2 separate regions of the Mus musculus genome follow, and region 2 is linked to region 1. The links are chromatin contacts, called in public promoter capture Hi-C maps. All regions are on one chromosome and are shown on one strand. The core of a region is the stretch at or near the end of the contact, and the rest is flanking DNA. Distances in the headings are between cores, read along the strand shown. Region 1 holds the start of Suclg2 (succinate-Coenzyme A ligase, GDP-forming, beta subunit). Region 2 holds the start of Mitf (melanogenesis associated transcription factor).

Region 1 (6,945 bases), core at 3,262-5,761:
AGGTCACAAGTTTATAGGACAAAACCTCAACTCTACAAGAGGTCAGTGTTTGTCACATGTAGGCGTGTACAGCATTCTGTGGTAGATTCCAGGTTCCTAACTTCCACAAGCTTCCTACTGAGAAAAAACAAAACAAAACAAAAGGTGAAATAAACCATGGAGAAATCTATCCAAGGCGTGCACTGAGCACGGTCCATTACATCACACATTTGGAGATACCCTAAGAATGGTTAGCTTTGTCTTCCTTCTGCCACCCCTTGTGGCCTAGATGGTGATTTGGGAGAATGTGGGTAAAGGTGTGGAGAAACTGCTGATAAATGATGGAGTGAGTCCCATAGATGAGGGCCAGTCTCCCAACTGAAACTGAACTCATCTAAGTAAGGCCACCATCTTGCCTTCGAACCTACAGCTACGCACCAGTGGATGGTAAGCCAGTTTACCAAGCTCCTAGAGCATAAAAATACCAATCAGAATGCTTCCCTCTCACCTCCAAATATTCCCTTCTAGGAGGGCACTTTTTGTTTTGTTTCTATTTGTTAGAGAAGTACTGCTCTATCTCTGGCTGTCCTGAGGGTCTTATTTATCTTTACGAAGTACTCAGTGGAAATGTAGCCTTGAATCCACTATGCTCTGGCTCAGTCTTACTCTCTATCCCCACCAACCCAAAAGCAAACTCACAGAAATATAGTCTTATTGATTGATTGATTGATTGATTGATTGATTGTGGTGCTATGGATTGACTACAGGGCACCAAAGTCTGCTAGTTAAGTATCCTGTGGAGGGTTGAAACAGACCTGCCTCCCATAGGCACATGTGGTTGGACACTTGGTCCCCTGTTATGGGTACTGTTTGGGGAACCTATGGAATTTTTAGGAGGTGTTGCATTGCTGGAGGAACTATCTTCACTAAGGGTGAGCTTGGATTTCTTTATAGCCTCTCTCTACTTCCTGCCCTGCTAGCTTTCTGTGTGGATGAAATATGATCAGACAACCTCCTGCTCCTGCAAATGTCATGTGTTCCCCATAATTATGGACTCTAACCCTTTGGAGGCATAAGCCAAAATAAACCCTTTCTTCCTTAAGTTACTTTTAGTTGTGGTATTTTATTCCAGCAACAGGAAAGAAACTAATATATACTCCACCTCTCAGCTACATGTTCTGTGCTTTTTCTCCCCAAGTTCCTAGCTTAGCAAGGTGTGGTTGAATTGGTTGTTGGTAATTCTGGCAGCATGTTCAAAACTCTCACAAAGTTTAAGCATCCATTTTGCAAATATTAACTTTTTTTTTTTTTTTTCCGAGACAGGGTTTCTCTGCATAGCCCTGGCTGTCCTGGAACTCACTCTGTAGATCAGGCTGTCCTTGAACTCAGAGACCCGCCTGCCTCTACCTCCCAAGTGCTGGGATTAAAGGCGTGCGCCACCACCGCCTGGCAGAAATACATCTTTAATTCATCTTTCCTTCGATAATGGTCTAGTAAGGTTAATGACAGAAATAAGAAGCAAGGGAAGCCCATCCCATAGTATTACATCCCTAGGAACATCAACAATGTTTTGTGTCTTGGTGGGACTAGTAGTCAGATCTGAAAATATTGAAGTTTCACAGAGAAATAAACAGCAAAGTCCAGGGAATCCTGACTTGTCTGGATTTTAGTTACCCATCAGCCTTTGTTCTCTTTACACCCTGGTCCTTCCTCCAGCCTGGACCTTTTTGGTGGGCTTCCTCCCACCACACACACCATGTCATGATGACAGGCTTCTTCTCAGAGTCTGTGCTCTTCCCTTCAATCCCTTGGCCATGCAGTGTGCCCCTATGTACAGCCAAATTAGCCAGTCAGGTTCATTCCCACTGGATGTCTCCTTTACATACTGGTTCGACCAAAGAACCTCTGACCTAGAGCTAGTTGTCAACCCACTCTTGCTCGAGTTCCCGCCCAACTCCAGCTACTTTCTTTACTTCCCAATAAACCTTGTCTGCCTGCCCCTTTTCTACTGGCCTTGCTCATTCCTCTGTGCTCCCGTGGTAATGGACTCTGCTCCTACCCAGTAAACTGGCAAAGGTTATGGGGGGATGAGATGGAAACTCAGATCCACTCAGGCCATGAAGCAGAGTGGTGATCCCCAGCTGTGTGACCTTGGGAGCATTCAGAGATAGGGAGAGTTGTGTAAAGGCCATGAGGTGAAGAACTCTTGGCTGCCCAGTTATCTCTGTGCACAGTAGGACAAGGTAGGATTGTATAGGACTATTTAGGACAATATAAGACTATATAGGACAATAGGAACACCTTCTCAGGGTTGCAGTGAGAGTTGAATGGCAGCCAGAAGCAGTTGCATATATGGTTGTGTATGTATGACTGGTTTCTGTTTCAGGGAGCTCAGCTTAGAGCTCATTGAGGACCTGCTCAGCAAAGGTTATGGGGGATGAAATGACTGTCCAAACATCCGTAAGCACTAATTCAGATGGGTTTGTCAATAACAAGGACATGAGGCTCAAGCCCCTTATCAGTAGTGATAAAGAGGTAGGGAGAATAATTATCCTCGAGATAACGTCAATCCTGGAACCTTCTTGCCTCAGGCAGCTGCTGATAACTATGCCTCATTTCTCTCTTTGGACTACTGACCCAAATCCTTATCCTGCTTAGCCTGACATTCCTGGCATTCTAACTCTCTAACCTCCCTCCATACATGCAAATGCCTAGAACTAAACCAACTCTGCTCTGAGTTTTTACTCCAAAAATGTTGCTTACCTCATTTCCCCCTCCTTGGGTAATGGCTCCTATCCATTGATAGAAATGAATAAAAAGACTTGGGGAGAGGTGAAGAGCGGAGTCATAAAGTTCCGTAGGTTCTGACAAGATCAGATCAGGTGCATTCATGAAACCACCATAGACTCAAACTGTAATCATTAGCAGCCACTGGATCTCGGAAAAAGGAGATGGCTCAGTGGGTAAGAGGGCTTGCTGTACAGGCATGAGGACTGGTGTTCAGATCCCTAGCATCCATGTAGCAAGCCACCTGTAGCCATTCCACTGTAACTCTAGTATGGATCCAGGCATAGGCAGGAAGATTACTGGGGCTTGCTGGCTAAAATTCTAGTTCTACGTTGAGAGATTTTTGTCTCTGGAGAATAAGGTGGAGATAGGGCAAGTCACAGCACACGCACACACACACACACACACACACACACACACACACACACACACACACACACAAAGAGAATAGATTCTGTGGGTAAGGTTTTGAGGAGGAAAAGGCTTATCAAGGACAGATGTGGGCCAAATGTAAATCCTCGGTGAAGCGGCATAAAGACTGTTGGGGTCTCTTGGAGTAATGTTCCTACAGCTTCTCTGTCAATGTGAATTTACATCAAATGGAAGTTTAAAGGAAGCCGACAGAGGACACTCTTGTGAGGGGACTGTTGCTATAGTGTCCCTTGTCTGTCTTGTGATCATAAAAAAACAAAAACAAACCCAACACCCAATTAAAAAATATCCCCAAGTAGTGCTGAGGGGGTGAAACATGAGTTTGAATCTCATATCTCATTATCTAGCCCCTGTTATGTTTCTTATCTGTTGTATGCCTCAGTTTTCTCTTCTGCAGAATGAGTATAGAAATGCCATCTACCTAAAATGTCGCCATGAAGCTTAAATGTGTTCCTAATTGTTCAATGTCTGGTACATACTAGTTGTTACTGTGATTTGTATTTTATGTAAGTGCATAGCAGCCTGGATACTGTACACAAACACTTTTCTCCTTGTAGAGTAGAAAATCCAGCAATAGCTTTTTATTAATTTAAGGTTAAGTAGCAAGAAAACAGATGTCACTAAGGTAGGCCCAAAACCCTCCATCACTTTCGCAAAGAGACAGGGTGGTGCCTGTTTATAATCACAGTATTTTGGAAGTAGAGGCAGGGTCAGGAGTTCGAGATGAATTTCTGGCCAATGGAAGATAGACAAAAACCCTATCTCAAAAACCAAAACCAAAACAACAAACCACTACTACCCAACCAAAACCCAGTACACTCACAACACCCACACCCAAGCTTGTGCCCCCACATGGCCCAGGAACTAAGGGTAGCATTGATCCTAATTCCTTCCCTTGGAACATTACTCTCTCCAAGGTGTGTCCTCTGAAGGTGGTATCAGTTCCTAGGGCCAGACCTAGCAGCCCTCACTGCAGTGTCAAGGTCTAATCTGTCACTCCCAGGGCCAGTTTTAAGTCAGTGCCCCTGGGGCTGAGATCTGCTTTTGCCTGAAAGCCAGGCAAGATGCAGTAAGCTCTGGGAAGCCACATGGCCTTGGGGTGAGATGGTGAAGGTAGTGGGGGGTAGGGGTAACAAGGTGAGGAGTGGGTGGGGGGGTCTTCCACCGCCCCCAGCCCCCTCCTTCCTTTCTTTTTCCCAATTCCCTCACCCCAGCTCTCTACTGCACCCGCTTTCCTCCCCGCCCTTTCTCCCGCCCCGCCCCTCCTTTCTAGCTCCGTCCCTCCTCTCCTGCCCCGCCCCCTCCCGAGGCCTGGGCCCGGGCGGGCTCCCTCCTCCGCCCCCTCCCTCCCCCTCGCCGCCTCTCTTCAGGTTCCTGGTTAAGATGGCGTCCCCGGTGGCCATCGCGGCGCAGGCTGGGAAGCTTCTGCGAGAGCGAGCGCTGCGGCCGCTCCTGGCGGTCAGGTCCCAGGTGAGCGCGGCCCGGGCCACGCGAGCCACCCGCCGTGGTGCCCCATGCTCCGCGGCCTCTTCGCCCCGCGCGACCCCTGGCGATCCGGTGCTCCCCGCAGCGCGGCGGGCTGTGCGGCGTCCGAGGTGTCGGGGATCGCGGGGGTCAGAGTGCACACCCCACGACCCGGATCGTTCTAATGGCTCCCATCAGCCTTGCCCGGGCACTGGCACCCCGCGCTGGGGGCGAGTTCCCAAAAGTTGGGCGCACTGTTGGAACGCAGAGGTTTCTCAGCCGCTTACTGGCTCTGCCCGGGGGCGGCTCTAAGCCCGAGCTCGCTCGGCAGCCACGTGCTCGCTCCCCAGACTCCCGAGGCAGCTCACCTGCCCCAGTCAACCCCGCGGGGTGTCGCTTGTGACCCCCTTGTGCTTGTCTGTGGGGACCTGCAGGGGTCCAGGAGGATAGTAGAAGTGGAGTCTTGTATGAAAGGCCTGTGTGAAAACTCCTGCCTGCCCACTTGGTCCGTGCCTCCTAGAGACTTAACTAGTGTTAGACTCAGCAGCTCCTTCCTCCACGTTGCTCTCTTGTTGAATTTACCTTCTTCCATTGCAAGCGTCGCAGTAGCGAGGCTTTGGAAGGGAAATTGTGAGTTGGCATTGACACTTGGGAGAAGTCATCCAACTACTAGTCTTCCTACTTTCTCTAGTTTACCCGCCCCGCCTCCCCCCCCAACCCCCCCCCCCCCCCGCAAGAAAAACTTTCCAGTCCAATGAGAGGCAAATCACTACATTCTGACCAAGGCATGCATAGGGCACTAGGAAAAACGAAAAGAAAATAACTTACTAATGATTTTTTTTTTGTTTCTCTAAACTTTGGATCATTATGACATCTGTGAAGGTTTTTTTTTTCTTCTTTTCATTACCTGACATTCCATTTCTCTGTTATTGTTAATGGGAATTTAAGAGGCGCTAATAGTTATTACTGTAATATCCTTAACAGGCACTTGACAGTATGGTGGGTAAAGGAGAGGGATGGCGGTTTGTCTAATTAAAATCACAGATACCTGCTATAATAGAGTGAGGAGAGATCTCCAGGCGATCTGAGTCCTGTTCATTATTTAAGTGTTATATATAAAAAAACAAGAGCTGGGGTGCTGTTGCAGTAGGTTTGAATTGATGAGAAACATGGAGCCTAGGGCAGTCAAAAATGAAGAGTGAGAAATGATTGTTCAGAGAAACCTAAAACAGAATGTTTAGCTGGCTGGCGTATGTTGTCACCTTCCCTATCCAAGTTGTCATCTTCCCTATCCAAGTCGTGGAAACCTTGTCATCCTGACAAGCAGACTGGGTGAGACCTGTTACCTACATTGGGCAATGTTCATTGATTACATACTTGTATGTGACTCATTACTCTGGAAACATCAGGCTTAGATGGCAGTAGAACTCAGAGATGGCTCAGGTGGTAACTCTCTCCCCAAGCAGGAGAGCCTGGAATTCAGATTCCCAGCGTCTATGTAAAAAGCCAGGCAAGCCTGTGTGAGCTTGTGACCCAGCACTGGGAGGAAGAGACTTGTGGGGAGCTACTGACCAGCCAGCCTAGGGGAATAGCTTAGGTTTCACTTCAGTGAGAGAGACCCTGTCTTAGGGAAGGAAGCAAGGTAGAGAGAGTTCTAGAAGGACACAAGTGACTTCCAGGAGGGCCTGTTCTGGTCTGTTCAGGCTTTCATGAGCGCAAACACACACACACACACACACACACACACACACACACACTCACTCACAAGATGATTAGTTTTTGTTTCTGTCTTATCTAACCCTAGACATGAAGGTCAGAAGACATGTCCAGTATCTCCTGGAACTTGAGTTACTGAGGGTTGTGAACTATCCCATCAGCCAGGACTGAATCTGGGTCCTCTGTAAGAGCAATAACTACACATTATACAATGTTCAAGACCTGAACCATGCTCACGGTCAAGTGGGCCTATGTAGAAAGTCCAGTACTGAGCAGTTCACTGACCTGCTCAAGGTTACAGAGAGTTTGAGGTCGAGCTGATGGGTAAAGGTTACTTCATGTTCCCACTCTACCAGGGCCCAGTCGGGTGAATGCCCCTTTCCCTTGCCAATAGATCTGCAGGCCAGTAGAAAGGAAGCAAGTCACTAGTGCTACTCACACATTTCTTACAGGAACATCTTGGAGTTGATAGTGGAAGAAGGTACATACGTGCGTACTGCCTTTGACTTTAAGGAGCTATTTCTTAGTACCAGCTCTTTGCCATTCTCTTGCTGTGCCCCTATTCAT
Region 2 (6,945 bases), core at 3,231-5,730, 2.1 Mb before region 1:
GGGGAGAATTCATTCCCATGAAAACACCATTCATCACGAGGGCCTGTTCTACAGGGTCTTTTCCTATGACACTTTTACGGGTCAGTCTTACCAAGATGAGGCTCACAGAATCTAAGTTCAGCAACATATTTGTGACTATCTGGGTTGAGCCACAAAGAATATGGAAACTCATCCTCGAAGAAAGCCTGCTGGGAATCTACTTGAAAAGGAACACAATAGTGACTACAAAAACAAAAAGCAACCACGATACCTTTGTAACTTACTGAAGGAGAGCGCCGTGTGTGTCCAACAAATATGTCCTACCAGACACTATCCTATGCATTGGACAGTCCTTTAAAGAATCGTCTATCTCGAAACATTACAAGCCTTGTGACTGAGTGTTCTAGGCTCTGGGGACTTCACAGTTAACAAGACACAGAGAGAAATCCTTACCACCTTGGAGCCCTGAAGTTTGATATATATATATATCTATATATACATATATATATGTGTGTGTGTGTGTGTGTGTGTGTGTGTACACCTATGTGTGTGAGGTGTGTGTATGTATATATGTGTGTGTGTATATATATATATATATATATACACATATATATACACACACACACACACACACACACACACACATATATATATATATATATATATATATATATATATATATATATATGTTCCCACACATATATATTCAAATTACACTGTAAATTATAACATTAACACTATGAAAGAAACACAGCCGGATAAGGAAGACTGAGCGTTTAGAGGGAGAGTAATTATGAACAGAAGGCCACACTATCCATATGATGAGAATTAAGGGCACATTAAAAGGAAGATTAGTAGTTGGTTGGGTAGGTTGTACTACAGCTGTGGCTGTCTGGGCAAAGAATGGCCCAAGCAGAGGCAGGTATAATGAATGAATATCCAAAGGTAGAAGCCTGGGCTCTGCTTAGAATGATAAGCAGCAAGAGATAAGGTCAGAGCTGAAGGGCAGCCTGACACATATGCTGCATTGTGCCATTTGAAGGACTGGGGAAAAAAAGAGCTGTGGAGGGCTTCAACTAGAGAAGACAGCATGATCTAACTTGAGTTTTAGCTCAGGGCCCAGAGGATTCTTGGCTGTGGAAGCTGCCCTGGGTAGTGTAGCGAAGCTAGCACATCCCTGCACTCTACCTGCTAAAGGCTACTCACAACTTCCCACAGTGATGACTGAGGTTCTCCATAGGGGTTTGTTCTCTAATTTGTGGTTTGTGCATACGTATGTGTGTATACACATTCAGATGTATGCACCGGTACACTGTGTACAGGGGTGTGTGGGTGTGTGTCTGTGCATGCATGCGAAGACTAGAGGCCGACTTCAGGTGTCTCCCTCAGTCACTCACCACTTGGTTGTTTGATACAGTTTCTCATCTTTTATCTCTTACTTTTCAATTCAGATAGATTGGCTTGCCAGCAAGCGCATCTCCTCCTCCCCAGTGCTGGGATTACAACCACCAAGCCCCACGCCTGCCTGCCTTCATGTGGGCTCCTGGAAAAGTACTCAGGCCTTCACACTTGTGTGGCAAGCATGTTACTGACTCAGTCAGATCTCAGCCTTAAAAAAAAAAAAATCAGTTTAATAAGAATACTGTGGCACTAAATTTAAAATTACTAAAACTGGCCAAGGCTGAGAGCGTTAAGAGATTGCTGCAATAATTCAGGCAAAAACTGACAATGACTTGGTCAAAGTTACAGCAGAGAGATAGGCAAGAAATGGGTGAATTCTGAAACAATCTTGACAAGTGGTCCTCACCCTTCCTAATGCTGCAACCATTTAATATAGTTCTTCATGTTCCTGTGACCCCCGACCATAAAATTATTTTTGTTGCTATTTCATAAGTGTAATTTTGCTACTGTCATGAGTCATAAATATAAATATCTGATTATGCAGGATATCTGACATGCAACCCCTGTGAAAGGGTTGTTGAACGGCCCCCGAGGGGTCTCGACCCACAGATTAAGAACTGCTGATGGAGACAATAGAATGGATAGGTGTCCTTGTTACGAGAATCTGCAAATTTTCATTACAACTTTTTCCTAACCAGGACGTTAGGGATGCCCCAGCAAAGTCTTCAAACTACAGTCAACGAGAAGGCCCTGAGCCACATTTAAAGTCACACACCGATGTCAATGATAATACCATTAGGACAACTGTCAAAAACAGTCAGAAAAGATGTCAACGTACTCCAGAAACTTAGTCACAAATTTTATTTAACGGGTTTATTTCAAAGAACGCATATCTACTCCATGCTACCTGGCACCTGCTGCTCGTACCAACATGTGAAGCCGTTTATGCCCACAGTCCCACATTTTTCCTTTCCTGTGCTAGCTAGCTAGCTACAGAGGACATGTGCTCTTGCGTGCCATTCTTGCTGACTGGGTAAAAGAATAGAACCAAATCCTTCCCCATGAGTGTCAGGGCACTCATTGGTTTTCCCCAGAGGTACCTTCTTCACTCCCTCAAACTCATTTAATGTATCAGCCACCATCAAAATGAAGAGCCCAGTTAATTAATTTCTTTCAGACACACACACACACACACACACACACACACACACGCACACACTCCCCCTGCCCCCCTCATTCTGGCCTTGTAAGCATTTGCTTATAGAAGCAAAAGCAGGGACTGACTGCTCAGTAAAACACTGGTCCCTTCAGCCACATGCAGATAAAGCTCTAATGAGCATAACCAACAATGCGCTTTACACAGTATCACTCTCAGAGCACCCAATACACCCTTATCTACATTCACACACAAATAGCCATTATGAAAAGAAGCCACTAGTGAAAGGCTGAGTTTATGCATCTTGATGCCTAACACATTTCCTTCCACTCTGCCACAAGCATGTGCAAAAAGCCTGCCTTAGCCAGGGAGCCAGGGCTTCTGCTCCTCCCAGAGTTTGTTCCCATGACTGGATTCAAGGTCCTGTCCCAGCCCTGAAGGAAAGCAACCTGTCTCCACTTTATAAGACCCAGCCTTTTTGTCTCCCAAACCAAAGATTCCACCCCTCAATTCTGCCTTCCTGGCCCCTGAAAGTGAGTCCCTCTGCCCCTCTACCAGGGGAACCTCACTCATCTAGACCCTAGACAATTGATGCACCAGGTGATGATGTTAGCCTTACTTCATCGCACAACTGAAAGGGTGGAAATAAAGTCACAGATTCCAGTGACTATCCCCCTCTCTGTAAACATGACAAATAAGAAGCACTTCAAGGGTCCAGAGGGACCAAAGAGAGTGATAACCGATTCTGCCAGGCAAGTAGCAATGGAGGGTGGCGTGAGGGATTAGGATACTGCAGAGGTACTGAAGAGTTGGGAGGCACCAGACTAGAGAACATCTTCACTCTAGGCCCAAAGTTCTTGAAGCGCCTGGAGAATTAAATGTGTGTAGGTGCCAAGAGAGCATTCCCAACCACCACAGACCTCTAAGGTAGTTTGTTTGTTTGTTTCTTTCTTTCTTTCTTTCTTTCTTTCTTTCTTTCTTTCTTTCTTTCTCTCTTTCCTTCCTTCCTTCCTTCCTTCCTTCCTTCCTTCCTTCCTTCCTTCTTGCATTTGTAAAGACTTCTATTCCAGACAGCTTGCCCAGCTTGAGAGACACGCCCACCCACAACCTCCTCCCCTCCTTTTATTCACCCCCCCCCCCCACACACACACACACACCTCCTCGGTGCTGTCCTGTGGCAGGTGAAAGGTGAAGCTCAGGTGAACTTCACCTAGAGGCCTCTCTGAGTAGTATCTCCCAGAGGGGCTGGTCTACAAGGGAAGACCTCCAGGCCAGTTCATCGCTGCCCTGGAGCATCAGATCCCCCTCTCCTGAGCCCCTCAGCCTGCTAGGGAGCTTCAGAAAAATTGCTCTTGGTAGCACCAGATCACAGTCCCTGTCCGGTGCTCCTCCTACCCCACCTCGCGCCGGGTACCGCCCCAGCCCCCATCTAGCTCAGCAGCTGGCATCTGCAGCCGAGGGTCCCCACGTCTGGATGAGCCATCCCAAGAGACTCGCGGTGTCCCCAAAATGCCACTGTCAGATACCCTGGGATGCAAGCAAGTCGTCTGTAAGCGGGACCCTAAATGCCAGGGGCCAGGTCGCCCTGTACCCCAAGGCAAGGGCACGGGGTCCTTGTCCTAGAGCTATCCAGACTGACTGTTCTCCTCCCAGGGTAGCAGGCGCGGGGCCCATGGGCCTCCTGCCGCGCCTCCCTCCAGCTGTCACCACTCACCTGCTCTTCAGAGGTTGACTTTTGAGTTCGTAATAGGTTTTGGGTTCTTCGTGAAACTCCTCCCCGACTTCGAAATCCGCCACGATTCCCGATTCGGACTGCATGACTCCCTCTTGCCCGCCTTCCACTGCTTGGGACTTGGACCAGAACCCGGGCACCTGAGAAAGATGGGGGGCCTCGGGTACCCCAAGCCGCGCGCCCCGCGCAGTGCCCCACTCAGCCCGCTAGCCGGCCGCCCGCCCCGGCGCGGTGAGTTTACTCTCACACCAGAGCGGGAGGGGCTGAGCCCGGTGCGCCCTGGGATTTGTGGTTCCGCCTGGGCAGAGCACACCAGCTCTCCAGGATATCAGCTTCCGCAAAAACTACAACTCCCAGAAGGTCAAACCGGGGAGAGACAACGTGGTGTACACGGATAGTGCAAGTCCTGTTTGGATTCCTTGTCAATGTCAGCAGCTCCTCTCCGTGTCTCTCCGGTTTGCTTCAAGGATACAGACCTGGCTGTTTAATATTAATAAGAACAACTCAGCCTGGGCTTCTACTGTCCCTCCTGGTTTAGACATCTGCGAGGACACGCCGAGCGTTCATTTAAAAAATAAAACACTAAGGGGTTTTGAAACTAGAAAGTTTCGGTCAGAGTTAAAACCCATTTTTAAAATAAAAGGACTTTCTATTAGCCCCCGAGCTCTTCTGGACTGCAGCGACACATCATTTTGTCCTCTATTGAAACAGAGTGTTGGAAACTTCACTTTTATAATGAAAGCATTATTGGAGGAGTTGTTCTTGTGCGTTCTTTTTCTGGAACTCAGTATAAGCTCCCACAATACTCTTCATCAGTTGAAAGGCTCCTTTCCTTTTATCCAATTAGTCACCTCTAATCTAAAGCAGCACTTGAAGGATTCAGTTAATTTTAAAAGACATCAAGTTACCAAACAGCTTCACCACCACCACCACCGTCTGCTTTCAATTTCTCAGTTGGCTGGGAGTTCAGATGAGATTGTCCTAACATTGCAAGCCGGTGCAGCTTCAAGGTACTCGGCTAGGTGATGTATTAAATGACCGCACTTTAGCTCATTTGTATGTTCAGACCTGTCTTCTGGTTAGTTCCAGCAGGACTCTTCATGTTGTATAAAACATCAACGAGTGCTTTGAGACATTGGAGTTAAGGGTGGCATTTTAAGATGGCAGAAATTCCTAGTTCTTCTAAGAAATCCTGTGTAATCTTAGACATGTCCATTGGATTCCTAGAAGCCTTAATTTCCTCATCTATGAAAGAAGAGATTAGGAAACCTATTTGAGATGGTGTTGCAAGGTCAAAAGTAAGGAAAGAATTACTTGCAATTTGTATACACTAGGGGCAGGCAAAATGGCTCAGTCGGTAAATTTACTTATTTGCAAACATGACAACCTGCAATTGGTCCTCAGGACACACATGACTGAAGAATGGAACTATTAACTACTGCAATCTGTCTCCTGACAGCTGAATGCAGGTGCAGGTACACATAATACATACATAGAATTTTTTAAAAGCTGCTCAGTGATGATTAATTTTGGCTTTCTTTTGTGTATCTTGGAGGCATTCTTGGCAAGCTTGCATCTCTTCTGTGTATTTTTCACTTTCAGGAGTTGATAAACTAAATGATGATCCTAAAAGGTCTACACTGATGGTTGGGCATCTCCTTGGAGTTACCCACTCCTATATCTTGCCTCACAGTATAGCTTTTTCTTTTTTAATTTTATATCAGAAAGATCATGAATAGGAGTGGTGAGTGAGAACTGGAAAATGTATACATCGTTGAGGTAGCAATAACCAACATTTTGTAGCTGAATATTGTTCTTAAAATACTTCGGGGGTCCTTTCCTATAGCAATAGCATGGCAGGATATCTGAAATCACCCTGAAAAGCTTCAAGATGTTCATGGATATATTAACTGCTAGAAACAATATTCAGAGGTAACAGTATAGAAGAAGGGAAGTAAACCGAGAGAGCAGCATGTGTGTTTAGACTCTGAACTTCATCCAGGTCCTCCATAGTCAGTGCTGGAAAGTGGGAGCAGAAACTGATGGGCTTGGAGCAAGTCCAGAATTTGATGAGGTGTGAACCACAGATGCTAAACACTGTGCCTAACAGCAAGCGTTCTGGCCCAATATCACCCCGACTGAGAAACGCTGAGCCTTTTCATTGTCTGAATCTCTTGACCCATTAGGAGTTGTGTTTGGTTGGTTGGTTGGTTGGTTGGTTGGTTGGTTGGTTTTTTTGTTTTTGTTTTTTTTTTCCTGAACAAAGCTATGTACGTTCTTCTTAGAACACACAAATAGAAAGACACTGTGCCTAAACATGGTCTGTTGGCCCTTGGAAGGCTGGCTGTCAAAGACTTGTACCAGAATTGAGGTTTAGAACAATAATGAGGCCTGGGATGTGATTTAGTTGGTAGAGCCTTTGTCTATGGTGTATGAGGCCCTTGATTCAGTCTTCAACACTGCATAAACTAGTATGGTGGCATAATCAATCCCATAATCACAGCACCTGGGACAGGTAGATTCAGGATGGTTAGAAGTTCAAAGTCATCTTGGTTACATTGGGAGTCTAGGGCCAGCCTAAGCTAAAGAGTGATATCCCAGACCTAAAGGATCATTCTTAAAGCGAAAGTAAAAGTGAGAACATTCAAGACTTCACTGAAGCAGTTTCCAGAGAGCT

Evidence for each region. Promoter capture Hi-C pulls out the DNA fragments that hold promoters and counts their contacts.
Region 2: a contact with region 1 is called in a promoter capture Hi-C map of pre-B cells, with 4 times the contacts expected there. The contact joins the promoter of Mitf here to the promoter of Suclg2 in region 1. A contact is called at or near these places in 1 of 39 promoter capture datasets (pre-B cells) and 1 of 9 other capture datasets (liver).

Annotation. Positions count from the first base shown.
Region 1 is chr6:95,716,412-95,723,356 of GRCm38.p6, reverse strand. It overlaps Suclg2 (succinate-Coenzyme A ligase, GDP-forming, beta subunit), which reads left to right and starts at 4,511. Exons shown (of 11, transcript NM_011507.3): 1 at 4,511-4,668. The coding sequence starts at 4,582.
Region 2 is chr6:97,804,593-97,811,537 of GRCm38.p6, reverse strand. Mitf (melanogenesis associated transcription factor) reads right to left here and starts at 4,480. Exons shown (of 10, transcript NM_001113198.1): 1 at 4,251-4,480. The coding sequence starts at 4,354.